Linked DNA regions of Capra hircus: region 1 is linked to region 2. A link is a contact called in public Hi-C data. All regions are on one chromosome and are shown on one strand. Each heading gives the region's core, a stretch centred on a gene start, on an enhancer-like site or on the middle of the called end of the contact. The rest is flanking DNA. Distances are from core to core; before and after follow the strand shown.

Evidence for each region. Hi-C and Micro-C count contacts between places; a contact is called where the count stands out from the background.
Region 1: a Hi-C map of blood shows a contact between it and region 2, with 4 times the contacts expected there. The contact joins two enhancer-like sites. A contact is called at or near these places in 3 of 5 Hi-C or Micro-C datasets (blood and liver).

The regions. Positions count from the first base shown.
Region 1 is chr1:151,339,641-151,344,434 of ARS1.2, reverse strand. No RefSeq gene overlaps it. Among named protein-coding and RNA genes, the nearest start is that of TRNAC-GCA, 83 kb to the left of the region's middle. Within about 2 kb of position 2,849, at least 1 of the 5 cell types and tissues checked has an H3K27ac peak or open chromatin away from gene starts, as enhancers often do.
Region 2 is chr1:150,966,574-150,971,448 of ARS1.2, reverse strand. No RefSeq gene overlaps it. Among named protein-coding and RNA genes, the nearest start is that of ETS2, 86 kb to the left of the region's middle. Within about 2 kb of position 3,493, at least 4 of the 5 cell types and tissues checked have an H3K27ac peak or open chromatin away from gene starts, as enhancers often do.

The DNA.
Region 1 (4,794 bases), core at 1,600-4,099, 370 kb before region 2:
TGGATGCTGTAGGCATGTGGAAGAATTCTAAGTCTTCTGGCAAACGAGCATTTCGTTCTGATGAATTCATCAGAAGATGCTTCCTACAGGGTTGGACGGCCTCTTCATCAGGTGTATGCTAAATCGTTTCAGTCGTGTCCGAATCTTTGTGCAGACTAGTTCGCCAGGCTTCTCGTCAGGGATTCTCCAGACGCGAATACTGGAGTGGGTGTCGTGCCCTTTTCCAGGAGATCTTCCCTGACCCAGGGGTGGACCCGGTGTCTCTCACCTCTCCTGCACTTGCAGGCAGATTCTTTACCACTAGTGCCACCTGGGAGGACCCTCTTCATCAGGCGCAGACAGTCCTAGTTTACCAAGGAAAATAGCCTTTTACAGGCAGTAGAAGGCTGTCGCTCTCCCCTCTGTGAAATGAAACAATGTAACACAATTTCTCAGAGGCTTCTGGGTACATCAGGTTCCTTTTCAGTAAGCCATCATTTGCTCTGGCTGGGATTATGTGTTTTGTGATTTTTGAGTGTCACTTAGAAACTTTACGACAGCCAATTAATCTTTTGTAAAAGACCTGGTAAATACAACTGAGACTCCTCCCCGCCCCCCCACCCCGCCCCCACCTCCCAACTCCAGAGAACATTGAGATGAAGCCTGAAAGAGATTTAAAGGATTTAAGAGAGATTTTAAAAACTTTTTTTAAAGCAGGCTTTTTCTTTATTGAACAGCTAAAGGCAAAACCATCTGTTGCCATAGTGAGTGTCTTTGGAGGGGATAAAGACGCCAGCAATGAGTAAAAACGGCCTAAAATGCCCACCAAGATCCTGCGTCCTGGTTCCTTGTCTCACTGTCTTCTGGAGCTGCCTTTAGACAACCGAGGAGTAAATGACTCCAAGTGTTTGCTGGTGTTGCTGAGTGAGTTCAGAGCTTGCGTCTCTCTCAGGGTTCACAGCACTAATATCTGATTTGTTTGATGTCAGTTTCCTGGAGACAGAGATGGGAGGCCTCGGGTGCAAGGGCCAAATTTCCTCTTGGGATGACTTTTGACCTGTCCTTTTCCTTGAGGTCCTTGACACACAATACCTCCCTGTGTCATGCTGGGTCAGCTCACACCAGGAATAATTAAGCAGAGCTTTGCTGCCGGAAAACCCAAGGCCAATTTGGGGCTGTCATGGGCCATGACGGCCTCCAGTCAATGACTCCGGTTCCTGCCCCACCCCACCCCCACCCATGCATGGGGATTTGCCTGATTTCTGAGACCTACCTTAGGAACAGCCACGCGATCGTGCAGCTCTAGAATCTGACTTTCTGCAGCTCTAGAATCTGACTTTCGAGAATCTGCACACCGAACGGTGGGTTACAAGTTAGAATCCGTGCTCTGCCCTGTGCTGCGTCCCCACGAGGCTCTCTCTTCATAAGTACGATTAAGCTGAAACCCCAGTCTGCCATCTGTGTCTCTTTCGAACTCCCTTGCAGGTTTCAGATGGAGCCCAGTTTTGTAGTAAGGATCGTGTTCACTCTTCACGTCAATGTGCGGGAGATTCAGCGGCAGCTTAATGTCAGAGACAAATTCCCCAGCCCTGGCTTGGGTGTGTGGAGAAAGTCTCCAGATGGTTCTCTGAGGTTTTTCACCCCAGTTACTTGGGGGGTAGGGGTGGGGGCATCCCCTGAGCGGTCAGCCATGGACACTGCCATCACAGGTGGAGATTGCTGGGTGTCACTGACAGCCCCGCTCCCAAGCATAATGACCGGCAGGCCCCAGTGCAAGAGAGCTGGCATTTCTGCTACTGATGGAAACCAGATGTGAAGGGGACCCGTGTAATCACAAGAAAGCTGGTTAATGGTGGAGTGGGGAGGGGAGGCCCTGCCACTGAGCACAGGATTGGGGGAGGGCAGGCTCTGTCTTCCTCCTGTCTTTGAATGACGTCTCTTTCATCAGAGCTTTGAAATGCTGACACTGGCCTGCAGCCGCTTGTTCAAGGAATCACACTGGCAATTTTTGCATGTTTGACGCTTTCTTACTCGGAAGAAGGGGACAGGCTGGCAGAATCAGAGGATGCTTTTGCTTTAGAAATGAGGGTTTCGGGACTTTGTGACACAGGTCCTGTGTCGACCTGAATGCCATCGGGGACACGTCTTTCCAGCCCGCAGGGTGTCCAGCCCGCAGGGTGTCCAGCCCGCAGGCAGGCAGGCCCCGGCCCCTCGGGCAAGAAAGGGAAACTGCACACTCATGTTTCTTGCTTCAGTTGGAACCTGGTAAGGCTTGTCTGAGTTGCCACAAAGTTCACTTCCACTTCTGGCCCGCCTGTTTCTCTCACTTCCCCAATATCTTGTTAAAACCGCAGGAAAAAGAACACATTGCTTCTTGCCTAAGGTCATCTTTGGAAGAAGCACATTTGACTTTTAGAGGCATCAGACTTCCTGGCCTCGATGGAGAAACACAATTACTTGGTGAACTTTTGAGCTGAATGATCCCGGCAGAGGGACAGTACACAGGAGCCTAAAAAGGCAGAAAGGCCATGGGGAGGGGAGCGGGGAGCGAGGCGGAAACCAGGGCGAGTCCAGCTGCCCGAGTGTTTACCAAGACGGAGGCAGGTTAGGGCGCCAGGTCCTGCCGCGTCTTACTGCTGCAGACACAGGACCAACTGACCCGCGATGGCAGATCTTCCTTCTTTTTTGGGGGGGCATAGTCGTGTCAGGGGCCAAGTTCTGACCTGACTTTTAAGAACCTCTGTTTCACAGCCCAAGGCCTCTGCGGGGAGTAGGGGGGCAGCCTAAGCGTGCTCCGATACTCGGCAGGATCCCACTGCCCGTCTTGTGCAGCCCTTGTGGTCCACCTCGGTTTGCGGCCTCAGTTTCCGGGCCTCCATCGCGTCACCCGTCCCTCCACGGCTATACTCATGCTCCACCTGCCTGGGCGTGTGGTGTGTTCTGGACACCCCTGATCTCTACAGCCGGCTGTCACAGTGTCCAGACACCCTCATGACCCTCCACACCCAGCAGTGCCACCCACGCATGTCGGCACCATCCAAAGGGCACTCCTCCTTAGGACTCTAGCTCAGTTCCCTAGCCACCGGAGTGAGCGTGGTCCACCCTCCTCCAAAAGAGCGCTTTCAAGCCATCCTTGATCTGGAGTCCAGGTGCTGCACAGTCGTCCAGGGACCAGCTTGGTTTTCACCTCAATTTAACCACTTGGTACTCTGTCAGAGGAAGTACAAACAATAGATGTTTAACACACGTCAGCTGGAGGAACACATGGCTTACGTGGTAGGATCATCTTCCAGATTTTCTAGGAACCGAAAGAGAGTTCATCATCAAAAAAGAGCTTGGGGAGGCTGTGTCCCCAAAGAAATGTCCAGGAGGTCTGGCTGTCATATCAGAAATGGCAAGTGATCCATAGCCTTTGGAAGAGATGATGATTTGTTTGAGAATTCTGAGTCTAAAGAAGCCTAAGATTTAAGCTTTCTGTCCATCCATCCATCCATCCATCCATCCATCCATCCATTTATCCACCCATCCATCCATCCATCCATTTACCCATTCATCCATTTACCTATCCATCCAACCATCCATCTATCCATCCCTTTGTTCATATATTTCTCTCCTTTCATTTTTCCTCAATACTGATAAGAATATGAAAACAGGGAGCAGTCTCTCAGAACTATTTGAGGTGCTGTCTCCTGGGCTGTAGTCCTCATTTTGCCCCCAAATAAAACTTAAGCTTGCAACTTTAAAAAAAATAAAAAAGAATATGAAAACAAATCAGACAAGCCTCTAGGCTTGAGAAGCATCTAGATTTTCTTTTCTCAGATTTTTGTAGCTATGTGATTATTATTAGGAGAATATTCAAAAAATCGCTTAAAAGTAGGGGATAGATACATCCCTTAATGAAATGTTACATAGCCTTGAAAATGATGCCTGCCAAGGGCTGGCAATAATATGGAATATGGCATCATAGAAGGTTAAGTGAAAAAGTGTATACAGCATTCGAAATGAATATATTCAATGAAGAAGAGTCTGAAAGGACACGGATACATGTGAACAGCAGCTCGAGTGGTGAGGGAGGGGGGGTTCGTCCCCTTCACTCCATCTCTGTGCATTTCCTGTCTTGCCTAATGAGCTCATTCTCACTGAGCAAAATGGTGTTCCAGAAATTTCTACCACATTCTCCTTCCTTTCTTTGGACCCCTTGAATCATTTCAGTAGAGTTTGCTCCATATAGCAGGAAAGAGGTACTGTATCTAAAATATATGTACGTGTGTATGTATTTGGATGCATTGGATCTTGGCTGCATCACGTGGGATCCTTCATTGAGATGAATGGACTCTTTCATTGCGTCTTGTGGGCCCAGGAGTTGCAGCACGGAGGCTTTAATGCTTTGTGGCTCCCCAACCGGGGATTGAACCCGTGTCTTCTGCACAGCAAGGTGGATTCTTAACCGTTGGACGACCAAGGACATCCCCTTTCTTTCTTTTTTAAAGAAAGAGTTGGAAAACTTCATTTGAGCCAAATTTGAGAGCTATAACCCTGGAAGAGCATCTCAGAAAGCTCTGAAAACTGTTCTGATGTACTGTCTTTCTGTGATTAAAAGAAGAATGAGTGTGTATATAAAATAAATACATAAAATGAAACATAAATACACAGACACGTACATATAAACACATATGTGTGTGTGCATGCATGCTCAGTCACTTTAGCCGTGTCCCACTCTTTGCGACCCCATGGACTGTAGGCTGCCAGGCTCTCTGTCCATGGGATTCTCCAGGCTAGAGTACTGGAGTGGGTTGCCATGCCCTCTGCCAGGAC
Region 2 (4,875 bases), core at 2,244-4,743:
TTTACCTTGATCCTCATGGAGGATACGAAATGAAATAAACATGGAATTTTGGGGAGGTTTATGATTCCATAATAAGTGGAAGTCAGTTTTTAGTTCCTGCTCTCTCTGTAATTCTCTTTTTCAGATCCAAGTTGCAGAAAAATATTCTAAGATATCTCCGATTCAAATATGCTTCTAAAAACACATTTCTTTTTTAATAATACAGTAGTTATGTCCTTTTCTAGAGGAGAAATTTGAATTTGTATTTCTAGATGGTACATTCAACAAAGATACTGGAGAGAAATAACATTTTATAAAAATCAAAACAACTCACACAAGTTTAGTATGTTTCAGATACTATTATATTTTGGGCTGTATAAAGACCAAATCCATAATCTGTATGAAGAATGTTTTGTAAACGCCATATTTTGTGAAGATTTACTTTCTGATAAAATAAAATGCTTTAAAAATGATCTTTTCCCCCTGATTTTAAAGTGATCAATTCTGAAGAAGACAGGTAACTTGATTGCTTAGAGGACTGTGGAGTCATAAGCCTGCTTTAGAATTCTGGCATCCCCTTTTAGTAGGGAGGAGTGTAGCCACAAGCAGTTTTATTTATTCTGAGTCTCCCTTGCTTTTTTCCCATCTGTAAAGTGGGACCAATAGTCCATCTAAGTAAAAATTTTTTGAGAGTAAATGACTTAATATGCATTGAACACTTAGAGATGTACTTTGCACAAAGTAAGTGCTCATTTAACTTTGTGAAATTTTGGCAAATCTGAAAGAAACCCAGTGGAAAAAATAAAGCCACTCATTTTCCACCACTCACAGAACCAACTAAATACCATTTGACTTTCAGTCCTTCCTTATCCATCTTATAACCTGTTTGAATGTATACAATTCATGAAAATTCTCATGCCTTTGTTCCACTTAACATGTAGTATTTAAATTATTTGTAAGCATTTTGTGTCCCTTCCATAATTTTCTTAATTATTTCCTTATTGTTGAATACTTAGGTTGTTTCCCCTAATATCAAAACACATTAAAAAAAAACCTTGAACTTAGTTTTATCCTTATTATATAGAGCTATCTCTAAACTATAGAGTTGTTTAACACTCTCTGCTAATAAAGTAACATGCATTTTTGAAAACCTTTGCAAAACATGATGTATTAGACAGAGGATTATTGAGACACGGTGGAAATGAAGCCTTTTATCTCTGTGTTGGGAAATAACGTGTTTCCTATGAGAAATAGTAGTAGAGTAAAATTCATTGAGAACCTTGTATGTTCTTGGCCCAGAACCTATCTCAAATGCTTTACATGTATTAGCTTGAACCTTGTAGCCACCTTAAGAATGGTGGTTATTTCCATTTACCAGATGAAAACACTGAGGCACTGTAAGTTTAAATCACTTGCCTATGCTGCTGCTGCTGCTGTTGCTGCTAAGTCACTTCAGTCGTGTACGACTCTGTGTGACCCAATAGACGGCAGCCCACCAGGCTCCTCCGTCCATGGGATTTTCCAGGCAAGAGCACTGGAGTGGAGTGCCATTGCCTTCTCCACACTTGCCTGTGGGCACCACTCTAATAATTGGCAGACATGGGATTCAAACCCAGGAAATCTACGCCCAGAAATTGCATTCCCAGCCATTTAATTTTTATGTAGGGGTTTTATTCTGGATATTTAATCAAGAACTCTGTACTGCTATTTCCCTTCCATTATTCTTTACCAGGAAGAAAAAATAGGTCAAGGACATTTTGGTAAACTGATATTTTTTCTGAATATAGGGGCCAAAGCTTAGACAAGTTTTCACATAATGAATTATTTAGGCATTTGGTTTTCTGAGCTCTAATTTAGTACTGGATCAAAATATCAGTGGTTATTTTTATTTTAAATTGGGTTATGGTATAACTTTGAGAAAATGACTACATTGTTTTCAAATAAGCATTTCTCTTTTTTTACTGACCGTGACTTTGTATTTCACAGAAGTGTACATCTCCTGTAAGGAATGCTTGCAGGTGGAAAAAACAGAGATTGGAGTGTCTTTTCTGTGCAGTCCTTATCCAATCAGTTACCCGAAAAACATTTGAACAACACATTTTCCATTTTTCTGTCTCCTCCAAATTGCGGGATGAATAGCTCATAACCCAACATCTGCATACACTCTTGGGGGTTACACGAGAGCTGTTTGGGGAGAGAAACCACACGCACAGATACATTCAAAGGGTGTTTCCTGGGGGAAAGGAGTCTGGTTTTCATTCTTAGCTTTTCATGTAGGACTTGACTCCTCCCAGAACAGAGAGCCCTTGTGGGTTTGAAAATGAAACAAAACTAGGAAATGACACTGCAGAGGATCTTGTTCTCTTCTTTTACTGCAAAGTCTTTCTTGAACTTGAGTGTTTCTGGGTGAGGTGCATGATATTCTACTCAATTTGTTTCATGATTCAGCCTCATAAAACATGGTTCTTGCCCTGGAGGATGCTGGCTTTTTCCCATTCTTTTCATTATTCTTCCAATTGCACCATTTTGAGCCACAGGGCTCTCTCTTTGTCCTTCCCTAAATTTTCAAGGAATGGAATGAAATTCTTAGAACTATGACTCCAATTACAGATTATTTAGAATTTACAAAGGAATCCAAATGAACATCTCTAGATAGTTTATTCTATTCTTTAAAAGGGTATATGTTTTGTTTACTGAAAAGACTAGAAAATGCTGGGACATTTCATTTTGGAAGTCTCTTGAAAAAAGTGTGCAGATTTAAGCTAAATGTACAGTCCTAGCTTTTAAGAGCACTTCCTTCCTCAAATTGAACTTTTTTGCCTATGTGCTCCAATTTTATTTTTTTTTTAGGTTTGTTTAAATAGAGACAAGAATCACCCATATTTAAGCAGCGATCTGAAGGACAGATCTTGTTACCGTGCTTACAAAAGGCAGTCATAATTTTGCAAGGTAACAAGGGGGAGGGGGGGGCGGGGGGAGGGGGTTGGGGAACAATCACTTTGAATTCATTTGCGTGTGAAAGGAGAACGAACTAACTTGACAAGTCCTCCTAGGACCTCTGAAAAGCGGAAATGGGGGTTGATGCTGAAATGCTGAATCCCAGAAAGACTCTCTAAGATTTGGTTTCGGATCCTCACTTTTATCTGCACAGCCTGGCTTAGGATGCATACCGGGCCGAAGCTGCTGGGTGCTCCCAGAGACCATGCCAAGCGCCCTCTTCCTCGCACGGGAGGGCCTGGGGCTCCCGCCGCCGAGCGGCAGTGGTTTTCACACAATTCGTTTCTGTTCGCACAGCTACACCAGGTGCTGCGCGGGGTCCAGGCTACTCCGGCGCCTCCTCTTACCCAGTGGCCAGATCTCCCTTTGGGCTCCCCAACTCCTTTTAGGTCTTTTTCTTCGGCTTTATGCAGAGCCATGTCTTCTGGGCACACTTTCCAGACGCTTATCCCATTCACCCCGAAGCGATGTTTCCGACCGTCTCAAGTCCACTCTCTGACGGTCATGTTTGGAAAGCGCTTTCAGGCTCCGCGCTCCCAGGCCAATTGAGAAGCAGCGTTTGCCTCGAGCGTCACCACCTGGTAGAAATGGGAATGACCGCCGCTTGCTGCTGAGGTTCAAAATGGAAAATGACTGCGGCGGCATTTCTAGTTTCTGTATTCTAAATATGGGGAAAAACCAAGATCATGGCACCTGGTCCCATCACTTCAGGGCAAGTAGAAGGGGAAAATGTAGAAGCAGTGACAGATTCACTGTTGACAATGATTGCAGCCGCGAAATTAATAGACACTTGCTCCTTGGAAGGAAAGCTATGACGAACGCAGACAGCGTATTAAAAAGCAGAGCCATCACTTTGCCTACAAAGGTTCGTGTAGTCAAAGCTATGGCTTTTCCAGGACTCATGTATGGATATGAGAATTGCACCATAAAGAAGGCTGAGCACCAAAGAATTTGCTTTCAAACTGTGGTGCTAGAAAAGACTCTTGAGAGTCCCTTGGACTGCAAGAGTGTATCAGTTCATCCTAAAGGAAATCAACCCTGAATATTCATCGGAACGACTGATGCTGAAGCTGAAACTCCAATCCTTTGGCCACTTGATGTGAAGAGCCAACTTTTTGGAAAAATACTCTGATGCTGGGAAAGATTGAGGGCAGGAGGAGAAGGGGACGACAGAGGATGAGATGGCTGGATGGCATCATTGATCCAATGGACATGAATTTGAGCAAGCTTCAGGAGATAGTGAAGGATAGGGAAGCCTGACGTGCTGCAGTCCATGGGGTCACAAAAAGTTAGGCACGACTGAGTAACTGAACAACAACAAATTTATAAGATATTAAGAGTGCAAGTTAAGAAATGATTTACTGGAGACTTCTTGGGTGGCTCAGTGGTTAAAAGTACAGCCTTCCATTGCAGAGGGCACAGGGTTGATTGCTAATATCTAAGATCCTGCATGCTGCATGGCGTGGCCGAAAAAAGAAAGGAATGTTTTACTGGTAGAAGTTTCTGACCAAAATGCATTTAAATATCTAAAAAGATGCATTAAACTTAGGGATGTTCTCAACATCCTAATTGGCATTGCCAGGCAACATAATAGATATCCAGGCAGTTGGAGTGGGGACAGGCCTGCAGGAAACTAGCTGGGCTCTCTCTCTGAGTGGGGGACTAGGACTGGATTAGACTCGGGGGGAGTTCTAAACCTGCCTCTGACAGCATCATTACGAAACCTGGGTAAATCATTTCACATCCGGGAGCTTTCTCCTTTGCTTAACAAATGTGTAAAGGGAATCAGCTAAGTGCTGGATACCAGGTAGTGTGTTGAGATAATAGGTGACAGGAGGTTGAGCTTATCTTGAGTTCACAGTCAAGGCTGACTTTTGAAAAATTATATGAAATTTCAAA